Regions from separate parts of the Mus musculus genome. Here region 1 is linked to region 2. Evidence: chromatin contacts called from public Hi-C data. All regions are on one chromosome and are shown on one strand. Each heading gives the region's core, a stretch centred on a gene start, on an enhancer-like site or on the middle of the called end of the contact. The rest is flanking DNA. Distances are from core to core; before and after follow the strand shown. Region 1 holds the start of Reep4 (receptor accessory protein 4). Region 2 overlaps Pebp4 (phosphatidylethanolamine binding protein 4).

Region 1 (7,076 bases), core at 3,972-6,471, 680 kb before region 2:
AGGGTTCTGAGACAGGTGTATGAGTTGGAGTAGGAGAACAAAGCAGGCCGGGGGAGGGCAGAGGTGGGCTCTGCAGAGCCAGGGCACAGTGGCTTCAGCAGTCCTCCCAGGAGGACCAAGTGACTTTGCCCACCTCTCGGGCAGCACCTCTATAGAGGAGAAAGCCGTTTCACCTGTAAGATGGACAACAGGCCCTTTGCGAAGATTCAAAGAAACCAGCTCTGAAATGCTCAGCACAAGGTCAGGCGAGCAACAAATATCCCACACATGCCAGACTCCTTCTCCCTGCCCCTGCCCCCAGGCAAGGAACAGCCCATTTACTGAATAGTGATTAAGAACATCAACTCTGGAGCCAGACTGCCTGGTCCAAAGCCCAATCCTGCCACTTACTAGCTAGTCCACCTTGGGCAAATCATTTGCCCTTTGTGTGCCTGTTTGGGAAATGGGGATCATAGTAATAGCGGCTACTTCCTTGTCTCCTCACCCCTACAGTTCCTAGCAACACATCTTTTGGGTGAAGTAATGAGGCAGTAAGAGTCAGCATCACATACAGAGGGGATGCCATAGAGAAAAGCCACTGAACCCCAGTCCATGCCAGGCTAAATCAGCCACACAGATTAAGTGCCTTCCCCTCCAATAAAACCCAGATAATCCCTACACCAAGAGTTAATCCTCACAGGACACTCCAATTTAGCAGCTCATAGTTTTCCTCCAACCAGCACTCTTGACTCCGAAGTGGGAAGGAAGGACAGATGGGGTGGGAGGAGGGAGGACCCTGGGTACAACGTGCCTCCTACTTTAGGGGCAGATGACCCAGGGATCAAAGGAGATGGATTAAAGTCAACCCAGGGCAAGCGCCTGGGTCTCTATGGATGGAGAAGGCAAGCATCAGACAAGGGCTATCATTGGCTATCATCATTCCTTTGGCCTGCCCCATCAGCATCCAGGCCCCAGCAGGGTGAGGCGTTGGCTCGTCTCTGAGCCCCGCCCACTTTGACCTGGAAGGTGGGGGCAGCCTGGCCCTAGGCAGCTGCTGCCCTCTTGTGGCTTAGAGTGCAAATTCACCCTAATCGTATCTGAATGTCTACAGGAAGAGTTCACTGAACTGTGGCTCCTCTAGGTTCATGGAAGACCTAGCCTGCCTCCTCAGGTTTGCTCTGTACAGTTTCTATAGGCTCCCCATCTCTTTGCCTCTTCCTGTAAGTACTGATTCCCGACTGACCCTTCAAGATCAGTCTGACTCTTTGTTTTTTGTTTTTTGAGACAGGGTCTCTCTAGTCCTAGCTGATCTGGAACTGGCTATGTAAACCATGCTGGACTCACAGAAATCCTCCTGCCCTCTCCCCCTCAACCATGTTGGAATCAAAGGCTTGTGCCAATACACCAGGCTCTACCCTAACTCCACAAGGATCCCTAGGAGCAACTGTAAGAATACTGCTGCTGGGATGGGGCACAGAGATCTTCCAGCAGTCTCTACACCCTTTGCCAGAGCCTGCAGTGAGTTGTTAGCTACAATATGAGATGTGAAGAGACAAATTAGGAGAGGCCAAACACTGTTTGGTATTTATTTATATAAAAATATTCATAAGCCTGACCTCACTCACCAACACGAAACATGCAGCTAGTGTACGTAAACACACACACACACACACACACACACACACACCAGGCCTTGGAAAAGGCTGTCAAGTATTTTGAAGGACAAGAAGGAATGAACACAGCTGGTTGGACTTTTGGTTTCGTCGGTAGGGACTGGTGGGGCTCTGGTCCCGTGTCTGAGAAAGTAAAAGGCAGAGGAAGGCAATAAATAGGCCCCAGGCCTGGGCTGCTTTGGTATAGTGAATGTCTCCCTGTGCAGGGTACCACGCCATGTGCCATTTAGGCACAAGCCAGACGGAGCAGAACCCCGGTAGCTGGTGTAGCAGCGAAAGGTCCCCTGCTGGCTCCAGAGGTAAGGTGGCCTCAATCTGCAGACTCTAGCTGTCCATGTCTGAGGGCATGGCCTTTTTCCGGGTTCGGACCTTCAGGGAGCGTGAGGTGCCCTTGGGAAGAGAAAGCCAGTATACCTTGAGTGGTGTGGGCACTGCAGCTCCATCCACACCCCCCTCATGCCGTCCTTCCAACACACTTACCTCTCGAGTCAATGGCTTCCTCTTGACCACCCGAAGGCTCTGGCTGCGGCCTAGAGGCTTCTCTCGGGGCCGAACAGGTGGCTGGGGGACGATCTCATTGTCTGACCAACACTCATCCTCTGTGTCACTGCCCTGCAGGCCGCCTGGCCGGTATCCTGCCAAAGAGAGGCCCGCAGGGCAAAGCTGAGCACTTATACAAGCCTAGGGTCACGCCCAGCTTGCCTCTAGTCCTCAGAGAGGTCAGCTCCCCCTCTTTCCACTTACCAATAGGGGGTCTACGTCGGGGTACCTGGTCTTCCAGGTAGAGGGGATCTTGGTAGGTGGGGACAGGGGTGTCAGGGATAGAGCGCAGGTCTTGCATAGAGAAACTCCGCAGCCTTCCAGCTAGAGCGCCTTGACTCTAGGAGGTGAGGGATGGGAGCCGCTGTTAACTCCAGAGGAGGGCTGCGAGGGGAAGGGCTGTAACGGGGAAGCTGCCCTTCAGCTAATCTCTGGGGCACAAGATTCAGAACTGATCTGGGAGCGGGGGAGGCGCTGTGATCACCGGGGCCCACGGCACCTTGGTAGCAGCCTGCACAGCAGCTGAGGCAGCGATGTTGAGGCTCCGCTTCCCAAAACTGAGCATGGTTTCATAGCTGCGCTCCTTTGCCTGCACGATACACGCGTCGATCTCCTGCAGACCCAGGGCGGAGAGCTCAGATCAACGAAAGAACCACCGTCTTTGCAGACCCCAAGAAGCCACTGGTTGTCATAATCCCATGAGCCCTACCCAGGACCCAGGAGCCACAGATTTAGGTTCAGAACAACTGAAAGCAGGACTCCCCAACTACACACCCTCTCCACAACTTAGTGGGTGTCCCTTCCATTCTTCCATGCCCACGTCAACTTCCTGCTGGCTTGTCATAACCCTAAAGGTCGTCCATATGTATCATCCAGGTGGATGGGGAAAGCCAACCCCTTTCACAGTCCCACAGCAAAACTATAGAGGGACAGGGAATAAGACCCAGGCACCTCTGGCTGCCTGAACCTGAGATACAGGGCTTTCGCTCTGACACACTGCCCTGACACACCCTCCTGTTTCTGCTCTATCTCCCTCAGAGGTACCTTCTCATGGCGGGATAGGGATGGGTGGACAAACTTTCGGTAAAGCAGGCTGGCCCCCTTGGTGTAAGGTGAGAGCAGCCACAGCACAAAAGCCATCTTGAACTCGTAATAAAACGGGAACCTGTGTGTAAGCAAGGGGAGGGGTTTGTGTGAGCCAGAGGCCAGGTGGTGGTGGTGGTGGTGGTGAGGCCCTTCCCAACCCCATGGCCTGCCAATCCTTGGGCCGGACCAGGAAATGAAGATGTCTGTGAAGGTTTCTGCTGCCATGAAGATCGCAAAGACAATCCAATACATCATCCACCGTACCTGTGGGTCAGAGTGCAGAGCTCAGCTCACGAGCCTAAGCCGCCAGGACCCGCCCCCAGCCTGCCCAACCCAGAGATTCCTCAAAGCCAGTCCCACTGCATTGCTGGCTACAGTTTCCCACATCTGCTTAGACAGGAGCCCCTGAGAAACTGCCTTCCGTTCCAGTGCCCCCCCCCCCAGCATGCTTCGCCCACGAGATCCTCCATGGCTATTGTTAATAATGGCTGGCCTTCCTTCCACTAGACCACTCTACTTGAGATCTGTTCCACCATCGATCGAGCCCCTGGAGTCTGACAGGCCAGGCCCTCCAGCATCACCAAGTCCTACCACCTCCCTGACCATTCCTCAATGTTGTCGTCTACCCCACTCTTTGCACTCACATATTCTCGAATGTTCTTGCTCTTCACGGCCTTGTAGGAAGCATACGCAGGATACAGCATGCCAAATATGAGCCTGGAACAGCAGTCACAGGAAGTGTGAGGGGACCATGCCCCACCCTCTCCCTGCCAGGTGGCTGCTCCCCCTGACCTGGGTGCGAGATGGCAGTGCCTGCCCTGTTTTTCCCGCTTGGCTTGCACAACCCTGGGTGCCTGAGTCAGTGCCCCGGAGGCTGCCTCCCCACCCGGCTGTTTACAAACATACCAAGCCTGCCTAGGCCTGCGCTGGTGGCCCATGGGTACAGGACAGACTGAGAACACACAAGGTGGGTGAGAACACTAGGCTGTCCGCTCCCACTACACGTAATCAGGCCCAGGACCACCAGCATGCAGTGAGGGACATTTGAGCCAGGTATTGGGATATCCAAAAGTGAGGTGCAGGCTGCAGAAGCTGAAGCTAGGGTGGTGGGTCATGTGGCTGCTCAGATGGGAAGGAGGCACCTAGATTCTCCGCCCACAGCAGTACCTAATCACCTTCTCACAGGACTGTAGGTGGTAAAAGCCCTGAGCCCTAGCAGCACCTGTCTGCAGGAAGGGTCTCTGTCAGACCAGAAGGCTGCAGGGTGGAAACAAGGTATGCAGTGACCAGGTCCCACTTCAGACCCCCAGGACCGTTAAGTGTGTGCTGGGAAACGGGGTCATGAAGTCTTTAAATTTTCCCTTCTTTACAAACGTCCCCAGTTTCCACCCAAAGGCAGGTTGGCATCCTGGGACAAAAGGGAGGGGGGAGGTGTCTCACAGTGACCATACTCACACTACCAGGCGACAGATCATCCAGGACACCATCCTGACAGCCTAGGGGGATGACCCCAAGAGACAAGCGGAGGGACGCTCACTCAGGAGCTGGGACAAGGGGGTGAGTGGTGCTGCAGTACACCTCTCCCTCGGTGTAGGCGGAGATCACCACCCCTGACTTCGACCCCGCAGTGCGGGGAGCCAGGAGAACCCGGAACCAGGGGACCGAGGGCCTAGCAGAGGAAGCCGCCTTGTGATCGAGGCGGGAGGGCGCGTCCCTCCGCCTCGCCGAATCCTGGCGGCTCAGTCCCACAATTCCTGCCGCGGAGAACCGTTCGTCCCCCGTCGAGGGCGGCGCTGCTGGTCTCGGGTCCGGGTGGCAGGCCGGACCTCAGCTCTCACCTGCCGCCCGGGTGGCAGAGCGCCCGACCACCTGCACCGGTCTCGGGGCGGAGTTTGTAACTCACTTAAAAGTTGCACGGAACCAGATCCTGCCCAACCCCAGCGCTCAAGCTCCAGGCGCAGGCGCAATGGAGCCCTCAGAGGGGCGGGACGAGGTCAGGGAGACAAAAGGACCGTCTCTTAAAGCGGCGATGCTCGGCGCACTTCGGAGGTGGGGCCGCCGGTCGAATAGTCTTCTGAAAGGTTGGCAGGTGGACAGATAGGGAGGAAAAAAACAAAACAAAAAACAAAACAAAACAAAACAAAACAAAAAAACCCCGAACTGCTAGCTAGGTGTGGGTGGCGCACAGGAGTCTCTGAGGTGGAGACAGGAGAATTATCAGTGAGGCTGGATTACAGGTGTATCATCAATACACTGTTGCAAACAAACAAAAGGAAAGGAGAGGAAATAAAAGACAACTCGAGAGTGTTCCTCGGATGCCTTTTTATCATTTCTCCATCTCTGTAAAATGGGATAGAGAATGAAATGAGTGGTTGGCCCACAGGAAGCACGTTCTGATCTGATCTTACCTTCGCAGAAGTCCAGCTGACTGACCATGCTAGAAAGGAGGGAAGAGTGGGATTGGAGAATCACCCTTCTGACAGCTTCAGGACTCCACTTGTTTCTAAAGCATCTTTCCACGATCCATATACCTGGGCATTCTGACCCCAGTGTCTTAGAGACTGAGTGATGATCCGGGTTCACCCCGGATCTTCTTTCCTAGAATTTTGAAAACCCACCTGTTTCTGAGACAGGAATAGAGATATCCCAGAAAATTCTAAAATCAACACTTGCTGTTTTGTGCTTCTTGTTGTTGTTGTGCGAAATGATGGAATTGTTGAAGCGTCTTCTTATTAGATTGGCCACACTGGCTATCTATAACATTTGACAAACTTAGATATATCATTACTGTCATCGTCATCATCGTTAGTACCTTAGTTTCTTCATCATCATCATCATCGTAGGGTTTTTGTTTTTGGTTTTTTTTGAGACATTGTTTCTCTTTGTACCCCTGGCTGTCCTGGAACTCTATCTGTAGATCAGGCTGGCCTTGAATTCAGAGATCTACCTGCCTATGCCTTTCAAGTGCGCGCACATACACACACACCCCAAAAACCAAACAGAACCATGGAGTCTGATTTGTGATGGCCAACTACTCCTGAGCATGGGACCTACCCTGGAGTATAGTTAATATACCCAGTGCAGCTCCATTGGAGAAGACTAACTTTCCCTTTTCCAGCAGATATCAGTTTCGAATAGCTTCATGGCTAGGGATGAGAGAGACTTTGTGCCCACTTCCCCTCCTCTGTGCTGGTCTTTGTGTCTGGCTTGAGCTTATGCAGGGCGAGTGTACGCTGCCACAGTCTCTGAATTCATGTGTGCATCTGCCCATTTGGTCTGGAAAAGATTGTTTCTGTGGAGGCATCCACCACCCCTGCTTTTTACAGTCTGTCTGTCCCTACTTTTGCAGAGATCCCGGAGCCTCGAAGGGAGGGCTGGGAGACATCCCGTTGAGGTCTGACTGCTCCGAAGTGGCTCAGTCTCTTTATGTTGTCCAACTGTGGGTCTCTGTCAGCGATTACTGCAAAGAGAAGCATTTCCGATTTACCCACGGCCTTAATCTTTGCAAAGATCTTTAAAAAAAAATTTAAGAAATGTCCTCAGGGGGCTGGAGAGATGACTCAGCTGTTAGGAGCACTGGCTGCTCTTCCAGAGGACCAGGATTCAATTCCCAGAACCCACATGGTGGCTCACAACTGTCTGTAGCTCCAATTCCAGGGGATCAGGCACCTTCAGACACAAATGAAAGCAAAACACCAGTGTACATGAAATAAAAGTAAATAAGTCCTTTAAAAGAAAAAAAGAAATGTGCTTTTGAAGTAAATGGCCCAATGTTACCGAGCAGTATATATTGCTGGC
Region 2 (7,222 bases), core at 2,292-4,791:
AGGAAGGAAGGAAGGAAGGAGATAGATTGGCCTAAAGGCTAAACTCTATCATAAACAGGGCTATGCGAGACAATACAAACGAAAAACACCATTAAGATGCATGAAAGGAGAAACACCAACCAAAGCACTGATGAGTACGGTCCACAGGAGCAGAACTTGCCTGTCTGCTGGACGGAGAGGGACGGCATGGATCAGGAGAGGAACGGCATGAATCAGGAGAGGGACGGCATGGACCAGGAGAGGGACGGCATGGATCGGGACGGCATGGATCGGGAGAGGGACGGCATGGATCAGGAGAGGGACGGCATGGATCAGGAGAGGGACTGTATAGAGCATGCATACGTTCCAACATGATTGAGCAGACTCGAAGGAGAAAGAGAGAAAATGAGGCATCGCTCTACCCAAAGTTCATGCCCAAGGAGAAACAGAAGGATTGGAAGTTATTCAAACAGAAAAGGGAGAAAGAAGGTGTGGAGGAGACTGGTTCCTCGGTCTGCTTTGTTGGCGATGGTTTTTTCAAGAAACCTACCTATAGTAACCTATAGTAACCTATAGTAAGAACCTATAGTAACCTATAGTAAGAACCTATAGTAACCTATAGTAAGAACCTATAGTAACCTATAGTAAGAACCTATAGTAACCTATAGTAAGAACCTATAGTAACCTATAGTAAGAACCTATAGTAACCTATAGTAAGAACCTATAGTAACCTATAGTAAGAACCTATAGTAACCTATAGTAAGAACCTATAGTAACCTATAGTAAGAACCTATAGTAACCTATAGTAAGAACCTATAGTAACCAATGGGCCTACGTTTCAAAGAAGCCCATGCTACACATCCTGAGCTGAAAGCTACCTTTTGCCTGACAAAACTTGGTGTGAAAAAGAATCCAACATCCCCACTGTAAATGGCCCTGGGTGTGATCCCCAAAGGTACAGTTGTCGACGTGAATGTGAGCCAGTTGGGCCTTGTGACCCAAGGTTGGTTGGGGAATGTGTGCCCAAGTTACCAACCATCCTGAGAATGATGGGTGTGTAAGTATGGTCTTGCTGGTTTGACAGGGATTTCCTATAACTCACTCTAAATCATTACTGAAGACTACAAACTGTCGGGAAACTACCACTGCTGTGATCTTTCTGAATACCGCCAAGCAGCCTTACCAATGCACAGTCATCAGAAGTATTTATTAAACTGTAAAGAAAAATGGATGAATTGGAGATCTCTATTGAATCCCTCCTCTTGAAGTGTAGGGAACCCTGCGGAAGGTAGGTAGGAAGAATTGTAGGAGCCAGAAGGGTCAGGGAAGCCACAAGAACAGAGCCCACAGAATCAACTAGACATGAGCCATAGGGCTCACAGAGACTGGAGCGGCAATCTCGGAGCTGCGTGGGTCTGTGCTAGTTCCCCTGCATGTATGTTGTGATTGTTCAGCCTAGGATTTCTATCGGACTCCGAGCAGTAGGAGTAGGCGCTGTCTCTAACTCTTTTGACTGTTCTTGGGGCTCTTTTCTTTCTACTGGGTTGCCACCCCCAGCCCTGATAGGAGGGTTCTTGCCGAGTCTTATCCGTGTCTTGTTGTGCTGTGTTGAGTTGATATTTCTTTACTGACGGGAAAAGAAGGAAGAGAGGATCTGGGGGAGGCACTGGGAGAGAAAGAAGAAAAACTGCCCAGGTTTACGAAAGAAAGAAAGAAAGAAAGAAAGAAAGAAAGAAAGAAAGAAAGAAAGAAAGAAAGAGAGAGAGAAAGAGAGAGGGGGGAAGGGGGGAGGGAGGGAGGGAGGGAGGAAGGAAGGAAGGAAGGAAGGAAGGAAGGAAGGAAGGAAAAGGAAAGGAGAAGGAAAGAAAGAAAGTCAATCTTCACCAAATCACATCCATTCAACCAATCTGTATTAAGAGCCTGCTGTGTGGCAGAGATTGTTCTCCATCTGAGGGTACAGCATTGGGTTAAACAGATGAAGAGCCCTGCTCTCCCAGAGCATACAGTCTAGTTGTGGGGTCGTGGTAGCAGCAGAAAGACAAACTAGCAAACCCCAGAATTCTTGACGGACATTCATGTAGGCTGGAAGGTTGTGAATAGGATGAGAAACGGGGAAGGGGATAAGTGGACTCTACGAGGCCTCCCTGAGGAGGCGACCTTCAGGCAACCATCTAAAAGGGAGAGAGCCATTCGAAGAAGGTTGGAGAGGGTGGGGGTGTCAGAAGGTAGAGGTGGCTCTCTGGTGCAAAGGACCCCAGGAATACTGGGAAACCAGGTAAGTTAGGTGGGCAAAGTGCAGAGGAGCTGAGAGTAGAGAGGATGTGAGGAACAGGTCAGATGCCAGGGCATCTATCTGGCAGGCACTGGTAGCGACTGGGCACTTACTCAGGAAACTGAGGGGAAGCCTGACAAACTTTGGGCAAAGGCTTGGACTCATCTGACCCGCAGACTTAAGGGCGCCCTCTGATGGCCGAATTGAGAACAGGCTGAGCCTTGGGGACAAACAGTGGTGCTTGGTGGTAACTAGGTGAGAGGCTAGGTCCAGAGAGTGGTAGCCGCTGCCAAAGTAGGGACCCTGAGGAAAGGAGAGATAGCCAGCTTCTAGACCTTTCCATGGGGCTCTGGTAGCACAGTGGGAGAGACAGAGACACCCCTCCACTCCCCCAGTCCTGGGTTAAAACTGAGGATAAAACAGGTTTGGTAAGGGGTAAGGCGGGGACTGGATGCTTGATATGAAGGGCCCACAGGACATCTCAGTGGTCATATGAGTTGAGACAACTGGTATGTGGATAAGGCCACCCAAGAAAAAGAGGGACAACTAAGGAGAGGACAGAGAAATGAATGAGAGAGAGAGGATGGATCCTGGAAGCTACCTGTGTCTAGCAGGAGGGAGTCACCCACTGGGGAAAACAGTCCAGATGGGGCAGAGAAAGAATTCCACAGAGGACTGCCCTCTGGGTCCTAGCCTTGAAAGGGGGTACTCTTGGGACTCTAAGGGAGAACAGGGAATCTTAGAGGGCCAGGGAGTTTGCACAAGGTGGCAGAGCTCCAAGCAATGACACCAAGGTTTACATCTTCCGAGAGTCCCTGGTTTCTTATTCTCTAGGCTCAGATTCTAACTAAACCTCGGTAAACTGAGGCAGGCAGCTTTCACAGCTCCCAGTTTGCACTTAGGAAACCGCGAGCACTGTTTCAAAATCTTTGTGATCTGGGGTCGGCAGTGGGAGGTACCCTCGATGTTCTTCCCATCAGCAGTTTCCCCCGGGCTAATCATGAGTGAGGGGCGAACTGGGGACATTGAAAATGGAAAGCATTCGGCGGCTAGCTCTTTGCACTGTCGTAACAGAGGTGCAGTTTCACTCTGGACTGGTGAAAAGATAGACGCAGCGGGGCTTGGGACCTCAAGCGTCACACCAGAGCCACACGTTGGATTCTCTGTGCCTTCTTCATTCATGGATCCCGCTCCACCAACTAGGAGAAGCCTGTGTGTTCCTGCCCTGGTGGCCCCAGCCAAGCTTCCGGGCTTTGCGTTGTTTCGGGCACGATGACGGTCACCTCGCGCCCCCTGGTGGTAACTCTTTCAGTTACAGCCTCGGAGCGAACAGAAGGCCTCTGTTTACACAAGCAGGCTAGGGAACTGGAACCCCGAAGCACCTTCAGCACCTTCTCCTCCTTTGCCACATCCCACCCACACCGTCCTTTTGGGAGTCTGGGGGCCTTCATTCCCCTGAGCACGCATGGCCCAGTCCCTCTACATTCCCATAGCGGTAGAAAGAACACAGGCCTAGATACCCAAATGTCACTCTGCCCCTGCAGACCCAAAAAAGCAGCAAAGAATTGCAGGGTTCTCCACCTGTACGTATTGCAGGCCACCCGCACCACACCTGGCCTGCTCCACGCCCACCTGTCCCTTGGTTAAGACACGTGACATTTCTGGAATCGTCCTAGCCCGTACGCAAAGGGAAGTGATTGTTTCCTGTTCTGGCTTCTTCCCTGAACATGGGAAGCCATTTATTTGGGCACCTAGGCCTGTATTCTTTTCATTACTATGGGAAGGAACTGGGCCATGCAGGCTCAAGAAAGTAGTGTGGGATGTGGGGGCGAGGGAGGCACTCTTAGAGCAGGAGGTGGCAGTTGGGCCATGTGGAGCACCCTCCAGGTGGCCCTCTCCTCACCAGGAAGTGGCAACACTGGACATGAGCTTAGTTCTGGACCCTCTTAGTCTAGCTGAAACCTCTTCCGGTGCCTTGGTCTCCTAGAATCTACTCCTAATGCGCTCAGCACAGAGCCTGGCCCATGGAGGAGGGCCAGAAGATGTTTTCACATGACCGTCGGGGAACGGAAAGATAAGTGGAACAGAGAATGGCTTAGAAGCCAGGGTCTCAGAGCTTTGACCTCCATGTCACATGAAAGTAATGTCTCCCAGCTTGTGGTGAGACTTGGATAAGGCCTGGAGGCAGCAAAACCACGGGTATAAGGCTGTAGGTCAAGGTGTGCCCCTCCAACAGGCTCTGACATAGTTCAGGCTGACCTTGAACTCACGTAACTAAAGATGACTTGGAACTCATCCTTCTGCCTCCATCTCCTGAGTACTGGGATTATAAGTACACCAGCATGCTTGGTTTTATTCAGGGCTGGGGATCAGGCCCAGGGTTTTGTGTACGCTAGGCAAGAAATCTACCAACTGAGTTACACCCCCGGCCCACAGCCCACACTTGTCTTCTCTGGAAGGATCTGGGGAGACTCCCTCTGCCTCTCTAGGCCTCGAATTCCCTGCCATAGACAGAGCCCCACACCTGTCCCGCCTGTCTACGGGGACTGATGTGAGATAAGAAATGTGAAATTACAGCATGGCGGAGAACACACAGCAATGACTGTCATAACAGGGAAAGTGCTTTGAAAAATGGTGACGCTTACCCTGTTATTACCGAGGGACAAAGCTCCCAGTGGCCTGCACTCTGCTCCGTATCGCAGCATGGATCTCACCTCACCAGAGCTACCTGTGATTGTTTCTTCCCCAGGCATATAGACATCTCTACCCTGGATACATTTATATTAGAGAAACGGGAAAGAAAAAAAAGAGAGAGAGAGGATGTTGAAGTTGGTGCCAGGGGCAGAAGTGGGTGGTCCTCTGTTCACATCAAAGTCTTGGATAGAAATGTCCATTTAAAGGAAAAGCAATTCATGGGGGAAAAGCTGAGCCCAGGGCAGTTGGCCATTGGCTGGAGGAAGATATCAGGGGAGTTCAGATGACTGATGGCTGCAGAGGCGCTGCCAATCTGAAAAGGTTACATGGCAAATGATTCCAGCTACGTTACACTCTGGAACCAGCAAATTGGAAAGAGTGAAAGGATCGGCAGTTGCCAGGCATGTTAGGGGGAGGAGGGCTAAGCAGGGAGTATACAAAGTGTCCTTGTGGGCACTGAGCTTACCCTGTCTGGTTACTCTGTAACAGTGGCTACGTGTCATCACGGGGCCACAAAACCATAGCATGGTGGGTACAACACCAGCTCTAGGTGACATAGATGGATAGTGACAGCTGGGGGGAGGGGGACAGGGGGACATGGGGCAAGGGGACAGGGAGACAGGGGGGTCCTTTTGATTTTCTACTTTGCAGTATTGCAAATCTAAGACTGCTCTAAAGTGTAAAGTCTATTAAGAAACCATCCCCCCAGAACTGTGTTGCCTGCCTCGTTTGCAAAACAGAGGCCCTGAGACCCGTCCGGATGCCCACGATGCCCACGAGGCTGTGATTAGTGTCATGTGGACTGCATGATGTTCAACGGGCTCACCAAAGTGACGGTGTACACTGGTCCCTGCAGAGTGAGAGGAATCTTTAAAGTCAGAGTAACAGACAGCCATTCACACTGCACTGCCTGCTGTTACTGTCCCACCTCCGGCCCCTCTCCTTCCTTCCCCACCACACTGTGCAGGTGTGGATGATAGATGACATACTGTAGCTCTTAAAACAATCTGCAAGACTCCTTCTCAAGACTCCTCTTTGGACCCACTGCCTTCTCTCTCTGGTGAGCACAGACAACTCTCGGTGGCGTTGAAAATGCATGTGCTCGACCCTCTGAACAACAAAAGCTAAGACGCTAAGAAGCCTTTGCTGGTGCTCAAAAGACCACTGTGACCAGATCCTGTCCAGTGACAGACAGGCGGGCAGGTGGGTGGGTGGGTGGGCGGGTGGATACACACACACACACACACACACACACACACACACACACTCCTGCCTTTTTTTCTCGACCAGATGCAAGCCCACTGAACTCTCCTTGCAAGGTCCCATGTGCCCGTCCATGCAGCAGCCCACACAGCTGCTCAAAGAGACACTATTTGATCTGAAAACATCTGCAAGCACTTCCTCAACCCTTGACTGCGAACCTCAGCTGAGACCAGACATCAGATGGCCGTGTTCCTTGAGCAAGCATCAGCCAGCACTTGCAGTGGAGTCCCCTGGGGTTAGATTCAGGTCTGGCCAGAAGTTCTTCAAGCCCTAAAACACTGAGTTCATCAACAAGGAAGATGATGAGGGGGTGGGGGACGGAATAAAGAGAACTATGCAAAAGGTCAACCAAGGAGCTTACCTAAGCTGCCACGCTGGAAGAACACCTAAGTCACTTAGCATGCAATTTGTTTTATTTTAGTTTTTGTGACATGTTTGTTTCTTGAGGCTGGCCTCAGACTCAGCGTGAAGCTGAGGATGTACCCTGAGTTTGGCCGGGATGACAGGAATGTGCCATTACATCTCGTTTATAGGGAGCTCCTCTGTGGTTGGTTGTTATGCCCCCCATTCCACTTTCAGGGTTTAAGGAGCACCCAATAGCAGTGGTGGACATCTTTGCTATTCTGAGACATCTGGGCAGGGCAGGGGTCTGCTGTCTGTATCCCTTGCTCCTGAAACAGGAGTTACAGAAAGCAAATCCCCCATCAAGATTAGCTCCAATGGATGGATGGTGGGATAAACAGAGATGGGGATGGATATGTGGGGTGGGATGGAGGAATGAATGGCGGGTGTACATGGACAGACACGTGGATCGGTGAGTGAATGGTACCCAAGTCTACATATAAGCACTGGGTGATGTTCTCAGGGTAGATTTCAGAGACAAGATTATATATGAAAGATGAATGGGCCTGTCTGCTGTCTGGGGTTTCTTATTTCACCTGTCAGAATTTCTTGCCCCCCCCCCTTATCACCACCTGGCTCTGCTGTGTCCCCCAGGCACATGTGGCCTAGGTT

Evidence for each region. A called contact is a pair of places that touch in the nucleus more often than the background predicts.
Region 1: a Hi-C map of hematopoietic stem and progenitor cells shows a contact between it and region 2, with 3 times the contacts expected there. The contact joins the promoter of Reep4 here to the enhancer-like site in region 2. A contact is called at or near these places in 2 of 39 promoter capture datasets (cranial neural crest and second pharyngeal arch cranial neural crest), 3 of 15 datasets of contacts at CTCF or cohesin (embryonic stem cells, large pre-B cells and pro-B cells), 34 of 484 Hi-C or Micro-C datasets (B cells, the Ba/F3 cell line, the C2C12 cell line and 19 more), 5 of 115 datasets of contacts at active chromatin or transcription factors (craniofacial prominence, forebrain, large pre-B cells and 2 more) and 4 of 9 other capture datasets (adipose tissue, embryonic stem cells, liver and 1 more).

What each region holds. Positions count from the first base shown.
Region 1 is chr14:70,543,396-70,550,471 of GRCm38.p6, reverse strand. It overlaps Reep4 (receptor accessory protein 4), which reads right to left and starts at 5,221. Exons shown (of 8, transcript NM_180588.2): 1 at 4,734-5,221; 2 at 3,923-3,995; 3 at 3,466-3,542; 4 at 3,237-3,357; 5 at 2,692-2,805; 6 at 2,397-2,532; 7 at 2,133-2,287; 8 at 1,537-2,042. The coding sequence starts at 4,765. The coding sequence ends at 1,977.
Region 2 is chr14:69,857,905-69,865,126 of GRCm38.p6, reverse strand. The region is part of intron 3 of Pebp4 (phosphatidylethanolamine binding protein 4); the gene reads right to left. It also overlaps the pseudogene Gm19017. Among named protein-coding and RNA genes, the nearest start is that of Pebp4, 21 kb to the right of the region's middle. Within about 2 kb of position 3,541, at least 92 of the 459 cell types and tissues checked have an H3K27ac peak or open chromatin away from gene starts, as enhancers often do. A contact at or near this core is called in B cells, the Ba/F3 cell line, the C2C12 cell line and 10 more, where this site is marked.